Linked DNA regions of Mus musculus: region 1 is linked to region 2. Evidence: chromatin contacts called from public ChIA-PET data. All regions are on one chromosome and are shown on one strand. The core of a region is the stretch at or near the end of the contact, and the rest is flanking DNA. Distances in the headings are between cores, read along the strand shown. Region 1 overlaps B230217O12Rik (RIKEN cDNA B230217O12 gene). Region 2 overlaps Ablim1 (actin-binding LIM protein 1).

Evidence for each region. ChIA-PET counts read pairs in DNA pulled down with a chosen protein or histone mark.
Region 1: a contact with region 2 is called in an RNA polymerase II ChIA-PET map of effector CD8 T cells, with 14 read pairs. The contact joins two enhancer-like sites. A contact is called at or near these places in 6 of 115 datasets of contacts at active chromatin or transcription factors (the 230-238 cell line, acute myeloid leukemia, bone marrow-derived macrophages and 3 more).

The regions. Positions count from the first base shown.
Region 1 is chr19:57,342,772-57,345,471 of GRCm38.p6, forward strand. All of the region lies in intron 1 of B230217O12Rik (RIKEN cDNA B230217O12 gene), which reads right to left. Among named protein-coding and RNA genes, the nearest start is that of B230217O12Rik, 17 kb to the right of the region's middle. Within about 2 kb of position 1,275, at least 64 of the 459 cell types and tissues checked have an H3K27ac peak or open chromatin away from gene starts, as enhancers often do. A contact at or near this core is called in effector CD8 T cells and memory CD8 T cells, where this site is marked.
Region 2 is chr19:57,092,420-57,095,119 of GRCm38.p6, forward strand. All of the region lies in intron 6 of Ablim1 (actin-binding LIM protein 1), which reads right to left. Among named protein-coding and RNA genes, the nearest start is that of Afap1l2, 85 kb to the left of the region's middle. Within about 2 kb of position 1,337, at least 24 of the 459 cell types and tissues checked have an H3K27ac peak or open chromatin away from gene starts, as enhancers often do. A contact at or near this core is called in effector CD8 T cells and memory CD8 T cells, where this site is marked.

The DNA.
Region 1 (2,700 bases), core at 25-2,524, 250 kb after region 2:
GCAATTTCTTTTCTTTGCCTATGAAAAAAGCAGAACCTGCTAAACGCATGAAACTCAAGAAGAACGAAGACCAAAGTGTGGACACTTTGCCCCTTCTTAGAATTGGGAACAAAACACCCATGGAAGGAGTTACAGAGACAAAATTTGGAGCTGTGATGAAAGGATAGACCATCTAGTGATTGCCATATCCAGGGATCCATCCCATAATCAGCTTCCAAACGCTGACACCATTGCATACACTAGCAAGATTTTGCTGAAAGGACCCAGATGTAGCTGTCTTGTGAGACTATGCTGGGGCCTAGCAAACACAGAAGTGGATGCTCACAGTCAGCTATTGGATGGATCACACGGCCCCCAATGGAGGAGCTAGAGAAAGTACCCAAGGAGCTAAAGGGATCTGCAATTCTATAGGTGGAACAACAATATGAACTAACCAGTACCCCGGAGCTCTTGTCTCTAGCTGCATATGTATCAAAAGATGGCCATCACTGGAAAGAGAGGCCCTTTGGATATACACTGGGACAAGGTGTGTTTTAACAGAACATTGAGAGTTAGGAACCCACTTCAAACTGACTGCTAATCAGCCTTGTGGTTTTGCATAAATGACGACAACTCTTATTTATCCATTGCTGCGTAACAAGTTGCTCCAAATGTAACAGATTAGGACAAGCAGTGTGTATAATCTCCCGATTTCTGTAGGTTGGCTCAGCTGCATCTAAGTTGGTCTCCTCAGGGAGTCTCAAGAGATGCCAAAGGAGCCATGAGATAGCATTCTGTCATCTGAAGGCTGGTTTGGGCTGGAGACTACTGCTAAGGTCCCTCACAAACCCATCAAGAACTTCAGTTCCTTACCCTAGGGGCCTGTCCTTAGACTGCCTTAAGCTGTGGCAGCTGTCTTCTCCCAAAACTGATAACAGAACAACCAGATAGAGCCTGCAACAGCATAGTCCAGTCTTACATGCAATATAGCATCGGTTCTGTTGTGTTCTACCTTCCACAAGCAGATCCTGGTACCCTGTGGGAAGATTGTGAGCATCTGCAGGCAGGGAGCATTGAGGACATCTCAGGGGTTAGCTAATGTCCTTTCTTCCTCAGTTTTCTCTGCTGCAGAGTGAAGTCTGAGTCACGTGACCTTTCTGGTTGGTGCCCTCTCACCCTCCCCCCCGCCATGCCACCACTAGACTCACCTTCCTGCTCTCCTGTAAAGATCCCTATGACTTTTGCCTTTGAGCCCTTTGACTGTACCAACCACAGCCCCCTAAACACTGCCATTTATACACTTCCTGGCCACATCCTTCCGCTAGCTCCCTGACATCCACCTGGCCTACAGCTGCCCTCAGTCCACGTCTATCCTGCCAAGTGCTTCAGAGTCCTTGTGGTCGGTCCTTCCTGCCCCAAAGCTTTCTGTTCCTGACTTCTCTGTCTCTGCCTATTTGCTCCACCTCAGCCCCTGAATTGCTCACCACCAAAATTACTTAACTTTATTAGAGGAAACTCAGTCTCTTGTGCTATCATAAGAACCCTCTGTTCTTCCAATTCTCCGATCAAGTCATCCCAAGAGATGGGTCACCTTGTCGGGATGTCTAGAACACCGTCCCACCGATTTTTTTGTCACGTCCCTCCAGTCTTTACTTTATTTGCACTTCAAATCAGATTTTGTGTGTTTGCATGCATGCATGTGTGTGTGTGCATGTGCTCATGTGTGTGTGTGTTTCTGTGTGTGTATATATATGTGAGTGCATGAATGTGTACATGTGAGTGTGGATGTGTGTGTGCATGTGATCACGTATGTGAATATACTCATGTATATGTGAGCTTCTGTGTGTGTGTGCGTGTGTGTAGGTCAGAGGTCATCCTTGAGGAACTTAAGTCATTCTCAGCCACTGCTTTTGAGGCAGGCAGGCCTCTCACATTGCCTGGGAACCTGCTGCAGTTAGTCTAGCTACAGTGAACTTCAGTGATCCAGTTATTCCCACCTGTCTCCCTCTGCAGCACTGGGATTGTGTGTGACGTCATTGTGCCCAGCTTTTGATGCAGGTCCAGCCCAGGCCTCACTCTTACACTGCCAGCCTTTGAGGACTGAGCCAGCTCCCCAGTCCTCCACCCTCAGATTAGATTTTCAGAGGCCATTGCTTTGGCAGGTCACTGCCTGAACAGTGGCTTAAAAAAAACCCTCACTCTCATGGACAGATTTCAAGTGGCAGGCTTGTGCTTTCTGTTACAGACAAGCAGGTACAGTACTGAAGGCCACTGAAGAAAGTCCCACAACAGTATGGCATGGTCACATGGTCACCTACTTTACTTCTTGTTGAGGTAAAATTCACATGACAAAATGGCTGTTGGAAAGCGAACCAGACTGTGGTGTCAATTCTTGCTCAAAATTACGTAGCTATCATCTCTGTCTGGTTCTGTCCTTCCCCTGTTAGCCTGAATGTCTAGTTGGATATGTTCTCCTCAGCATTGAGTTTATCTGTCATCAACAAGTCAAATACAGAGTAATTACTAGTATTAATTTATATCAGTGTTCAGTTTGGGAATACAGCTCAGTGACTGGTTTCTTACTGAGCTAGCACAAGACTCTCTGTTTGCTTACTGGCACGGCTGAAAAATAGAATAGGACACCACTTATAAACTAGCTGTTGCTTTATGGTCAGATGATCTAGAGCACAAACATCACTCTCTCTTTCTAGAGCATATGAC
Region 2 (2,700 bases), core at 87-2,586:
AGCTACTTGGTTTTAAAGCTTTACTTGGATACACCACGCAATCAACACAGCAGTGTCCTCTGAGCAGTGGAACGGGAGAGGGAGGCTAAAAACAAAACCCGCACGTTTATTTATGAGCAGCCGATCTCCAGCAACTGCCAAGGTGACAAATACTTCTGGGAAAGCTGGGCATCCACATCCAACGAGGGTCCTGCCAAACACACGAGAACATTAACTACCACCACGGCGTGGGCACACAGACAAAAGCCAAGTCTGACATTTCCTATAAGGACACAGGGAAAGTCCCCATGATCTTATTTTGGGCAAAGATTTCTTCAATGTTATACCGAGGGCACGGTCTACTGATCTGTAGAAGAAAAACTGATAAACTCCCCTTCTCCCTTAAAAAGATACCATGAAGAGAGAAAGATCTACCAGAGACAAGGGGGAAATTTTGCAAACCATACATCTGAAAAGTGATTTGCATCCAGAGCCTATAAGTAAATCTAGCAGCGTAGTACCAGGAAGCCAGGAAGCCCGCTTAACAGTGGGGGCAAAGGGAGAGGGGCAAGAGCCCCTGTCCTGCATGCATGAGGGCTCTGATTAATCCCCAGCATCACCAAAGAGGAGGGAAAAACAAGGCAAAACAAACAAGTGACCACCATCCAAACTAACAATGACAAAAACCCAAAGAGCTCTGCCGCCAATGGTGGTGGTAGGAGTCAAACCCAAAGCCTGTGTGACAGCCAAGCCGTCTGCCACTGTGAACATCCCAGTCCCCTGCCCCGCAGAGACTTAAACAGATACTTCAGCCAAGAGACATATGGATGTCTAATAAGCATAGAAATATTTTGAACACTGTTTAGTCATTAGTAAGTAAAATGAAAACCATAGTCATATTCCAGTGTCATAATAGCTGTATCTCTGAAAAGCTGACTCTGCAGGGGCTCCTGAGGATGTGAAAACACTGGGGCTCAGCAGCTGCTCATGCCACACAAGGAAACCTCTTTGGTAGTCTTTCAGAAAGCCGAGAACAACCTTACCATGCAACAGGAAAATGTCTCACTAGTATGTGTTAAGTTAGCAGAAAGAAGTCTAATGTCTACAGAACATTAGCCATGGGTGAGAAAGTCTGTAGTCTTGTTACTCACAACAGCCCCAAAGTATTAAACTTCAAAGGACCCCACTGGTAAGAAGCTAAACAAGAGATGGAATATTAAAATAAGCATGCATGTGGGATGGGCGGGGTACCCCTAAGCAGTAAACATATACCCAAAGACCCACATGAACTGGGACTACTTCCTGCTAAGAGAAAGCAGCCAGACATTTATAAGAAATTCTACCAAAGGCAAAGGGAGGGGAAGTAGAGGTTGCTGAGAACAGGGCGGGGATGGGGTGGTGTCAATGAAGCTGTCAATCTGGGCAACGGGAAAGCCATATGCCTTTATTGCCCTACACAGCAGTGGATGTTACACAAGTGCACACTCAGCATAATCAATATCTATACCTGCAGTGAGGACAATCTGTGATTAGTTTTTTCTTTGTCAATACGTGAGCAAAGAGGGTGGGGCATGACCAGGAAGGCAGGATTAAACCACTCCATTCACGGGTCAAAACCAGGTTCACATGTATTCACTCCTCTTGGAGGCCCAGAATAGTTACCCCAGAATGCTGATGGAGAAGGCTCCTCTCCAGAATAAAGTGCCTGAGCACATAGAAGGCTGGAGGTGCAGGCGCAACACCATGGGAGAGCAGCCGCATGAAGATTGTTCAATGCTTTAAAGGGGATTTTACAAATGGCTCGCCTGTCTAGTTTTATTTGTGTTTGTTTTCCTTTTGGATGAAAGGAGAGAGCCAACTCCAGACAGATAAAGTAACCTGAAATGCTAAGGGGCACCCAGTTAGTGCCCCAAACTGAGTTAAAGGAGACGGGCGGACAGGTGGCGAAGAGTTGCAGTTCCTTTGAGAATAAATAGAATTTTATTGTACAAAATAAAGCCTTCCTATACCTAAAGTTTGCTTCCAGAGTTTGCTAAGGCTAAAGAGAGATGAGGTCATCTTTAAAATTCTTTATTTTATCCTTCTGCTTCTGTTTATTGAAAGGACTTTACCAAGTAGTACACACACACACCAAAACAAAACACCCCTGCAGTTAGGGCCAAGTCTTTTAAATCTACTATCCCAAGTGTGTTTTCTTCTCTTTTTCAAAAAGCCATTGAAGTGGACTTAGATTCATGCCAGAGTTGAATAGAAACTAGGATTCCCACTTGCCCATGCCCATCCCCCTGACCCTGCCCAGCTTGCCCATCAATAAGCATGCCCAAGTGCTGTATTTGCTGTTACTGATAGCTTACATTGATCATCGCTGTGTCCACAGCTCACAGTGGAGTCCACTCTTGGTACCTGTACATTCTACAGGTCTAGACAAATTTCCAGTGAAATGTAGCTCTCATGACAGTCTTATGTAGAACAATCTCACGGCCATAAAAGCCCTGTATGCTATGCCCAGTCACCCCTCAATGTTATTTCTTGCCATAGGTGATGTTCACAGTATGGGATGCTTTGAGCCTAACTCTTTGTCAGTATCCCACGTGGTTTCAGCTTGTCTGTCGTTACAAATCTAATCCATCCCTTTCAGAGGCAAAGCGCCTTTTCTTAAGACCAGGAGTGGGTGACATAAGTCCTATAACAACATAATATAGTCCTCTTCTCCCTGTCCTC